Linked DNA regions of Mus musculus: regions 2, 3 and 4 are each linked to region 1. A link is a contact called in public promoter capture Hi-C data. All regions are on one chromosome and are shown on one strand. The core of a region is the stretch at or near the end of the contact, and the rest is flanking DNA. Distances in the headings are between cores, read along the strand shown.

What was found. Promoter capture Hi-C pulls out the DNA fragments that hold promoters and counts their contacts.
Region 2: a promoter capture Hi-C map of pre-B cells shows a contact between it and region 1, with 2.1 times the contacts expected there. The contact joins the promoter of 4930558J18Rik here to the promoter of Tmem237 in region 1. A contact is called at or near these places in 1 of 39 promoter capture datasets (pre-B cells), 1 of 484 Hi-C or Micro-C datasets (muscle stem cells) and 1 of 9 other capture datasets (liver).
Region 3: a contact with region 1 is called in a promoter capture Hi-C map of pre-B cells, with 4 times the contacts expected there. The contact joins the promoter of Kctd18 here to the promoter of Tmem237 in region 1.
Region 4: a contact with region 1 is called in a promoter capture Hi-C map of pre-B cells, with 2.0 times the contacts expected there. The contact joins the promoter of Sgo2a here to the promoter of Tmem237 in region 1.

What each region holds. Positions count from the first base shown.
Region 1 is chr1:59,118,533-59,121,107 of GRCm38.p6, forward strand. It overlaps Tmem237 (transmembrane protein 237), which reads right to left and starts at 1,274. Exons shown (of 13, transcript NM_001037812.3): 1 at 1,171-1,274. The coding sequence starts at 1,203. It overlaps Mpp4 (membrane protein, palmitoylated 4 (MAGUK p55 subfamily member 4)), which reads right to left. Exons shown (of 22, transcript NM_145143.3): 22 at 2,403-2,575.
Region 2 is chr1:57,376,265-57,378,839 of GRCm38.p6, forward strand. It overlaps 4930558J18Rik (RIKEN cDNA 4930558J18 gene), which reads right to left and starts at 1,280. Exons shown (of 4, transcript NR_037999.1): 1 at 1,141-1,280. It overlaps 1700066M21Rik (RIKEN cDNA 1700066M21 gene), which reads left to right and starts at 1,356. Exons shown (of 2, transcript NM_028546.1): 1 at 1,356-1,682. The coding sequence starts at 1,407.
Region 3 is chr1:57,968,794-57,971,368 of GRCm38.p6, forward strand. It overlaps Kctd18 (potassium channel tetramerisation domain containing 18), which reads right to left and starts at 1,291. Exons shown (of 7, transcript NM_001159864.1): 1 at 1,228-1,291.
Region 4 is chr1:57,994,676-57,997,250 of GRCm38.p6, forward strand. It overlaps Sgo2a (shugoshin 2A), which reads left to right and starts at 1,299. Exons shown (of 9, transcript NM_199007.2): 1 at 1,299-1,637.

The DNA.
Region 1 (2,575 bases), core at 24-2,523:
TTTGATGTTATCTGAGCTGAGCCCTTCCTGACAAAGGTGCCAAATTTACAGGGAATGAGGAGCACATGTTAAGGCTTTCAAGAAAGACAGGGCATGAAGGGCTCCAGGTAAAGAGCAGCCAGGCAGAAACCAGTGACACAGGACAGAAGGCAGACGTCAGATTAACTATGACCTCGCAGACTAGCAGAAGGAATACGGATTTAGTTCTATTAACTAGGAAGCCAACTAAGGTTTTATGCCACAGAGTAACATGCTTTTTTTTTAAGTTACTTTAAATAGAAATAGGTAACATATTTTAGAACAGGAAGTATTTGGGGCTGGTGTAGTTTACCCTGTTCTTACTTAAGAAAAGTCCTGCTTGCAAGCTCAGGAAGCATTAGTTAAGCATTCTGAAAATTTTCAAAATAGATGGCTTAGCCATTAAGAGCAGTTACTGCTCATGCAGCAGACCTGGGTTTAGTTCCCAGCACCCACAAAGCACCAGTAATTCCAGTTCCAGGGAAATGGACAGCCTCTTCAGGTTTCTGTGAGCAACAGGCACACAAGTGGTTCATATATTGGCAAAACACTCAAAACAAATACATTTTTTTTTTTTGGTTTTTTTGAGACGGGGTTTCTCTGTATAGCCCTGGCTGTCCTGGAACTCACTCTATAGACCAGGCTGGCCTTGAACTCAGAAATCCACCTGCCTCTGCCTTCCAAGTGCTGGGATTAAAGGCGTGCGCCACCACTGTCCGGCTACAAATACACCTTTAAAAGAATTGATCTCTAAGAGCAGTGCCTAGACGTCGATTTATTAGCTCGGGTATTTCATGCTGCTTATGGAAGGCACTGATTCCAAAGGCTCACATTTTAGATATTCTTGCTTGTCCCATTTCGCAATCCATGGTTGTATTCACTCAAACAAATTCGTGAGAATGCTACAAAATTAGGACACTGACGATGTCCTAATGGAATCCAGCAGTCAAAATGACAACTGGAATAGAATGGTGGTCCTACAAAAGCACTACTATTCTCAAGATGCTATGAAAGTGGGACCCAGTCCTCTTGGTATTTCAAAAGTCCCGCAAAAATGAACCATCTCACCCATCTAGAAACCGCACCTCTAAGCCCCTCAAAAGAAGAACCGCTGAACAGGCGGAGACTAAATTCCCAACAGCTCAAAAGTACCTGAGGCTCGCTAACCACCTGCTTCTTCCCCATCACGTCTCCAGGGACCGCAGCAGAGCTCAGGGCACCACAGCCGCCCGCCCCGCCCCGGTCCGGCCCGCCCCGCCCCTCCTGCCCAGGCGCGCAGGCGCAGAGCGTCATCGGGCTGCGCCTCATGGCTGCTGGGCCCGGAGCGTCCCCACCCGTCCCACGGGAGGTATTGGGGCTACCGGAGCCGAACCCAATCTGACCCCTTCGAACTAGGAAAACCTCAGCGTCGGCCGGCGTCCCCAGGAGCGGAGGGGGTTCACCCACAGTTTCCCGGGAGGTCATCGTGGTTTGCGTGGGGGTGGGCACGGCGGGACCAGACTCGTATTCAAACTCCCCACCGGAACATCCTCCTCTCTGACCGAGAGCCGCCCGGAGGCGTCGCCATGGCAACGCTGACTAGGGCGCCCGGATGTTGGGTGGACCTGATCGCCTTTTGCGGGGCCCGCCCTGATGTACAGCCCCGGTCCGCCCCCGCCGCACCCCTCGGGCAGTGCTGTCCCCAGATTCCCGGCTCGGCGGTGGTCACTGCTGGTTAGGACACCTCCACTTCGCCACACTCCGGGCCAGGCGCCCCTCGTCGCTCACCGCTTGGTCCTCCTCCAGCGGAGGCCCTGAGTCGTCCCTCATGATGCTTTCCCGCGGGCCTCCCTAGGCGCAACCGCCGGAGCCCGAGGCCGGCTTCCCGCGACGCCCGGCCTCCGGGGACTTGTGGGAGGAGGCGGCTTTGCGGAGCCTGGAGAGGCCGGCGTCCCCCACCTGGTTCCCGTCTGCCAGGGTGCTGCCTGGAGGGAGATCTGTATGACTGAAACAGCGAGGATCTCTTTCACTGGCCTGCCCAGTTTCCTAGATTCCCTGTAGGCCTAGGAGTATAATCTGAATGTTCAGTTCTGATAGTTCCTTCAGTGGGAACAGTTATAGTTTAAAATAGGTAGAATGGAGGGAAGTGTGGATATAAAGAAGATGAACAGACATGGGTGCAGTGGAGCTTCGGATCTAGGGAGACCAAGACTGTATCAACATCCTCGTTTTGGAGCTCATATACAGGCTCCAGGACTAGTCCACTTTGCTGATTTGGAAATAACAGTGTCATAGGTTTCCTTATTAGATAAATGTGTACTTGTTAACCGCTCTTAGCTTAGTTAGTCAACTAGGCACTTTTGTAAAATATAAACAGAAATAAGAAAATATTTTACAAAGTAAAATACAGTTTGTCATTAAGTAGACTGGTTTATTTAGAAGAGTTACATCTTACAAAACACCATATGAAATCTATAAAATGCTCACATTCAGTGACAACATTGTCACATACCTGCCATTAGCTCATATGGGGAAACATCGGGAAAATGCCTGAGAGCCAAATGAGTAGCTCTGTATA
Region 2 (2,575 bases), core at 30-2,529, 1.7 Mb before region 1:
TAAAATTAGAATAAGGCTTGGGATATGACCTAGTTGGTAAGGTGCCTGCCTCTTTCCCCAAAGCATGGGGGCTGAATTGGATCCCCAGCATCCACAAAACAGAGAACCCAGTAGCTGGGAAGTTAGAAACAGGCAAACCATTGGGGGCTTCTTGGCTAGCCCAGTCTAGCCTAATCCATGAGCTTCAGGTTCAGCAAGATGCTGTCAAACAATAAACTAATCAATAAAAAATTTTAAAAGATGGAGTGTGAGGAATGTACTGTGATACAAAAAAACTGCTCTCACCTTAAAGATGAGCCACATATCAGTTAGCTCAAGTTTTACAGTATCAAAATAGAAAATATTATATAATTTAAGACTTTGAAAATAAGATAACAGACAGAAAATTTCTGCTATAGGCCTCTAATATAAGTCTTAGCTTCTGGGCTGGTGGAAGCTAAGCTAATACATTTCAAAGGTTTCATCTGATACTCACTAGTATGCTGGCTGTTTAGGTACACAGGTTAGCTAGGAAAGGCTATTAATTAAAAGAGCGAAAGACAGCTCAAGATAATTTTTAATCAGGGTTTGAACTTACAACATAATTTCTCCCCAGTCATTTAAGTTCTAATCAGCTAATCACTCCTGCAGAAACTTCAAGTTTCAACTTCTTTCCAGGAATCTCCTTTACACCCAAAGTCACTTCAAGCCCACAGCAGCAAACAGATGCATGTGCGTGTCCGATGTGCACACACAATGTTAAAACAAGATTCACTTTTCCCACCTTTAGCATAAATTTGGCCCAGTCCTATTTCTACACAACTTTAAGTAAGAAGTTGCTATTTCCACGACTTTCCTATACTTTTCAACGTGGTTTCAAAACCCTAAATCGGAAATTCGATAAGCTGTAAACACCCCTACAGTAAATGTGTGAACAAGTAGGCCTTTTCTCTATCTTCCCTAAGGTAAGTGTCCAGCTCTCTCTCTCTACCAACTAGGAATGTGCTAGACTTGGTGTGGAGCCAGAAATTCCCTAACTAGGTAACTTCGGGACATAGGGGATTCTTTTCATTCTGAGCAAGTACAAGACTTTCAGAACCATTCTTCTTTACCTTGGACTAAATTAACAAAGACACATCTTCACCGTGAGGATGAACCTACCAAAGCTTTTATACAGAACCCGAGGAAACTCTGACCCTGAGCAGCTGCTGCTGTGCATGGGCCCAACCTGCGGGCTCTTCCACGTCCGTTCGAACTTCCCGGCCGGGGCTGAGTCCGCCAACCACAAACGTCCTTCCTCCAGCCGCGCCCTCCGCTCCCCCTCCCTCCGGACGCACGCGGCGTGCTGACGTCACGGCGACCGAAGCCGTTGGGCAGCCGAGGCCCCGCCCTCGCTGCCGGGTGAGCGGCCCTGGCGGCTCGAGCCCATGCTGGGGTCGCGGCGTCTGCGGTCCCCCGCGCTGGTGCTGCTGCTGCTGCGGCCGCTGCTCGCTTCCGGAGACTCCGCGTCCCGCCTGCAGACCCGAGCCATGAACCCGGGCGGCGGTGAGCGGGGCTCCCCGGAGGACAGCCACCGTCTGCAGCGCTCCACGGTGCCGGGCTCCGACCCGCAGCGCAGCAACGAACTGCTCCTGCTGACATCCCGGGAAGGAGATTCCCCGGAGCAGCGGCACCACGTCCTCTACTTCCCTGGGGACGTGCAGGTAACGCGGGGCCAGGCCTCCCCGACACGCCCACACGGGTTCTCATACGATGGGGGTGCGGGGCGCGCCCCCGTTCCTGCCAGAGCCCCATCCGGGGAAGGGGCCTTGGAGGGCCACGGTCTCCAGAGAGCGGCTGTCAGTCCAGGTGCCACTGGGTGGAAGGAGAGGCGCGACAGGGAGTGGGACAGCCACGCACAGCTCCAGCCTGCTCTCAGAGGACTGTGTGTGTGCTGGGCACTGGACTGTTTAGAAAACGCTGACTGACCAAATAAAATACATCCGTTGCTAAAGTGACCTTTCCAGTAACCCTAAAACACAGCAGTGGAAGGGATGCAATCGTCAAGAATGCTAATGATACTGAGAGGCCCATTTGAATTCAACTCATCTGTGTGCTTCCTGTTACTGGTTTTTATAGCTGCAGACATACGTCTTTGCTGAAGCTGTCCTGGAAGCTGGGTTTTAATGTAAAACTGCATCGTGCAGTGGATACATTAGCCGCGTGAGAGTATCTGAACAAGTTAAAATGAAAAGGCAGCGTTCTCTGTCTCACTAGTTGTATTGCCAAGTGTTGAGTCACCACAGGTGACTTGCTTGTACCCCGTTGGACAGCGCAGATACAGTTGGCATTTACATTGAAAATCAATTATCCCAGAGCGTTGTTAGCACTAGGGTAGATATTCAAGTTAGAATATAGCTAGATGGTTTCCTCATACTAGAAAACTGTTATTGTTTTGAAATTGGTGCTTTAAAATGATACACCAAAAAATCTATTTTCTCTTGCTGTTTTCTCTCAAATCAGTTGACTTGACTAGTTGACTGCTAATGGAAACTAGCAAAAACCCAAATTTAGGTTCAAGAAAATCTCATTTTGGTGCCTTTATTCCCAGATTGAA
Region 3 (2,575 bases), core at 41-2,540, 1.1 Mb before region 1:
TTACTGCTAAACTCAACTGAATCCATGCCAATTCAGTGTTACTAAATGATCAACTAAAATCCTTCCCCACAGACACCAACTTCACCATATGCCATTATGAATCTGAGAAAAGGACAATAGACAAAATTCATTAGGAACCCAACAAGGTCCAGGCCTCCAAAAACACTTACTGGCGTGACCTCCTGCTGCCTTAAAGTCCTGGAAGTAGCACTCTAACCAATCATGAAGCAGAGCAACCAACTGGTTCACACTGTTCACAGACACCTGCTCTCTAGAATTTTCTCATGTTCGTACATAAAGATTCATCTCTTGCAAGATCTTTCTGCGCGGAATTGGTACCCCTGCACAACAAACTCTCATACAGATCTTACACCATGTGTTTAAATCTCTATTTTTTTTTAATTTTTATTTTGTCCATAAGCCCAATAAAAGCAAAGGCACTGCCATTCTTAGTAATCTCCATTTACTGAATGCTTATTGTGTATCTGACACTGTGAAGAAACATTACCTAATTCATAGAAAAACTTTATCATACAAATTTTACTGTCCCTACTAACACAGAACACTAGGGGCAAAAAATTCACTGATGTGTGTGGTGTCTACACAGACTTGCCTGATAATAAGCAGTGGAGCCTGTCACAACCCAGGGCAGCCAGGTGAACCAGAAGGGCCAGCTTCAGGTTCTCACGGATGCTCCCACAGACCATCCCTTTAACACAACTTCCACCTGGTTTAGGCCCTTCACTGACTATCAGCTGCCATTTGGGGACCGCAGCCCAAGGCCAGGCCCCGTGATGACACTCCTCGATGCACCCACTGAGGACTCTGTTGTGAGAAGGCAGGGTTCCCGCACGATGCACCAAACCGTCGAGGATGTCTGCTGAAAAGGCAGACTCCCGGCCACATCAGGGTCTGATTCACAAAGTCTGAGAGGTGGGGACGGGCGCCGACTACACTTTTGAGAAACACAGCTCATGGGGCTCACGCCCCTTCGCCACGGCTGGACAAAACCGGGAAAGATGGGGAATCACCAGGCCCCGCCAAAGTCTTCCTGGGCCAGCGGACCCCAATTCGGTCTACAACGAAGCCTGGTACCCAAAGCGCCCGTTTCATCAGAGAGGCCGGCCGGGGCCTCCCTCAGGATGCCCCGCAAGGCTTCGGGGCCCGCCACCCACCCGGAGCCCGGTTCCTCCACACCGGCGGGCGGAGCGGCGACTGCTTACTGACCTGCGGCCGCCAGTCCCTGGGCGCAGCCGCCCAACGCAGCCGGGCCCGGACGCGGAAGTAAGCCGTCGCCTACTCGGATGCTCCACGATTGGTAGAGCGGAGCAACCCGCGGCGCCCCCGTGCGGTCCCAACGTGCAGTGCGCCAAAAGGGAGGCCTCGCCCCGGACCCGCCCCGCCCACGGGACGGCGGTGGCCACGCCCCAAGAACGTTCCTGAATTTTCCCGGAGTCTAGGCCCCTCTGGTGGAACAGGATGTTTTCCAGCCCCAGGGGAAGCTACTCCATTAACATATTAGAACTTGGATCTACCCATTTGCATAGTTTGTGGCGTGCAAAGCTTTTCCACAAGGCACACTTTATACCTGTAAAAGATGGTGGTTGGTTTCTAAAAATATTTATTAAATCTTTGGAAATTTCATACATCAGAATTAAGATGGTAGTTTTATTCTTGTTACAGGAAGGAAAACCGAGGAGGGAGGACAACCCTCCATTCAACATTCTTGCACACCCAGCACTGTATTAAGTCGCTTGTAGAACTATTTAATTTCTTCTTAATAAAACCCCCATAACACTTAAATCTTCCAACTGTATAGGGCTATGTATTTCAAGATGAGTGAAACAGTCCTGTTTTCCGGGCACTTCGCTCCTTACTAGATTCTAAAGTCCTCTTTTACAGGTCTTAGGAAAGAAGCCAGCCAGAAGTATGGCAGCCTGCCCTTCAGCTAAAAAGTCTTGGGAGACAGGGAAGGTTTGTTCAAGCTGCCGTGATTTCTCACAGGATAGAGACCAGGCTCTGAGAATGGAGCGCTGGCCAAGACAGTGTCAATAGTTTACATTTTAGTATTTTTAATCACTGTAACCAAAAGACCTGACACACACAACTTAAAGGAGTGAGGGTTTATTTTGGCCCTGAGTTTCAAAGGTATCAGTTCCTAACAGCAGGGAGCATAGAGTCCCAACCCATGGGATGACGCTAGCCAATTCAAAGTAGTATTTCCCTAACAGTAGTCCTCTCTCCAAATGCCCACGTAGACACATGTAGGCATTTGCCTCACCTATCTTATCTGGGAAAAAAAAAATTCTGCATTTTAAGCATAGCTGATCGATCAGCTTTCCTAGTGTGGTGTGAAAGTAGACATAGACAATGAAAGAAACTGAATTGAGCAGTGCTGTATTTCAGCTTTATATGGGCAGTGAAAGTAAATTTTCTTATTGCATGAGTCAGGAAATATTCTTCAAAATGAGATTTCTTTTTTTTTTGTAACATTAAAATATGTAGTATGTATTCTTAGATCATGGACTGTAGAAAGCCCATGGCTGCCTCCTCTTCCTCCTCTTTGGGGCGGGGG
Region 4 (2,575 bases), core at 49-2,548, 1.1 Mb before region 1:
ACTACTCAGCTATTTAAAAACAATGACTTCATGAAATTCTTAGACAAATGGATGGAACTAGAAAACCTGAGTGAGGTAACCCAGTCACAAAAGATCACACATGGTACACACTCACTGACAAGTAGATATTAGCCCAGAAGCTCAGAATACCCAAGATACAATTCACAGACCACATGAAGCTCAAGAAGAAGGAAGACCAAAGTGCTCCAGTGCTTCTTAGCAGGGGAAACAGGCTACTCACAGGAGGAAATACAGAGGCAAAGTGTGGAGCAGAGAATGAAGGAAAGGCCATCCAGAGACTGCCCCACCTAGGGATGACAAGGTTCTTTTTAAAAGATTTATTATTTTATATGTATATTTTGCCCGAATGTACGCATGCATGTATGTATGTACACCATATGCATATCTGGTGCCTGCAGAGGCCAGAAGAGGACATAAGATTCCCCAGAATTGGAGTTACAGATGGCTGTGAGCCACCATGTGAGTGCTGATAACTAAACCTGGGTCCTTTGCAACAAATGCTCATGACCTCTAAATGCCATATTTGTAGTATTTATTTATTTATTTAGGTTTTTCAAGACAGGGTTTCTCTGTGTAGCCCTGGCTGTCCTGGAACTCACTCTGTAGACAAGACTGGCCTCGAACTCAGAAATTTGCCTGCCTCTGCCTCCCAAGTGCTGGTATTAAAGGTTCCCAAGTGCTGGTATTAAAGGTATGCACCATCACTGCCTGGCTTCTATTTGTATTTTTAATATGATGGAACAGAGCAGTTTTTTAAAATATCGTTTCTCGAAATTCTACATATATATATTATTATTAACCTTTTGTAAAAAGAACCAAACTGACTTGAAAAATAAGACTAACACATTTTAAAATATAGTTGAAATAGTTTAAAATGCCACTCTGTGTACTCTGCTAAAATGGAGTATCATTGCAGCACTTCCAAGTGCAAAATTGAGAAAGGCTTTTAAGTGAAGTGTAAAGAAGCAAGGATCACAATTGGAAGGCAAGAATGCAGAAACTGGATGCAGACAAATAATCACACAGTGAACAACACAAAGCCCTGCGAAGGACTAGAGGTGCCTGCCAACCCTCAGAGTGTCCCTTTATCCGTGGTGAATGGCCCTCTCTGTCAGGGCTGGTGGAAATGGCTACCAGAAGCTCAGAGAGGCAAGGAGAACCTTTTCACGCTCGCTGCAGCCCGCCCGGCTCACCCAGCCACGCCCACTCGACCCTCTCCAGTACGTCCCGCCCCTTCCGTCTTCCACTTCCGGGTGGCAGCGCATCTTTGCGCCGCCTTCTCGGAATCTGATTGGCTGGAGCATAAACGCTAACTGCCGCGCAGTTTAAACCTGAATCCTGGTCTTCGCGGATTGTCGCGCTTCCCTGGCAAGTGTGGGCACCCACAGCTGAAGGGGTCGCTGGTAGGCGTGGACGAGGCCAGCGCGGCCAGCAAGGCCTGCGAAGCCGGAACCCTTCTCGGTAGCCACTCCTGGCGCCTCAGTCCTCGCCGCCGCGCGTCGGCTTGCAGGGCCGGGACGCGGAGCCGGGACGCGGAGCCGCCTTCGGATCGGGGCGGTAACCTCTGTTCTGACTTTGAGCTCCCAGCTGGGCGAGGGGTCGCCACTAGTTTTCAGGTCAGTACCTGGAGGGAAAGGGATCTAGGTCCTTGTGACCAGGTCTGAAACGGCTGCTTTCGTGTAGGTAAGGATGCACCTACACGCATCTCCAGGGTAGGGCTTCTGCCAGGCTTGTTTCGAACAGAGAACTAATAGCTTGGCCGGGATCTGGGTATTGGGAGCTGACACTTAGAAATGGAGATGTGCTATATGCTAGGGCGTGGCATGGGGGTCCACAGGAGGGAGGAAAGCAGGGTGTGTCATCAGGATCTGTTTATTCCCGCCCCCCTCAGAAGTGGGATCAAAGAATGAGAAGAGGTCACAGTAGAAGGTCTGCCACAGGGCTGTGGATGAGACGGGGGATTGGACTGGAGGGAAAGTTGAAGATCTGCAGCTAGCCTCCTTGTTTCCCTGCTCAGATTGTGAGGTGAAAACCTGCAATTAGCCTACCAGCTTCCCTGCGGTTTTATGGTTTGTTTGTTTGTTTTTGGTGGGGGGGGGGGGCGAAACTTTAGAACAGTTGAACTTTACTGTTGAAACGTTCCTAGTGAACTTCCTCCCCGTTGCAGAAATTCGCCCCCCGCCCCCAACCATCTTCTCGGTCATTTGCTTAACAGCTTTCCACATCTGCTCAATGCTTTCAAACATGACCATTTCAACATTGGGCAGATTTTTTTTCTACTGAGAAGTTCTTTCATGTGTTCATATATATTTCTATTAGAAATGTTTATCCAAGGAGCTGCTATGTGCCAGGCACTAAGAGTTCAGCAGAAAACACATTTAATAGAAACTTCTGCCTGTCAGCATTACCCTAATCTCTGCTCTTCTCCGTGAAGATGTTTGTGATGGCGTTAGGGATGCCTAGATAAATAAGAATCTTTTCATTGGATCCTTATACTAGATCTGCAGACTATGTATAGATTGAGAATTGCAGGTACCTGACTAGGTCACTTTGT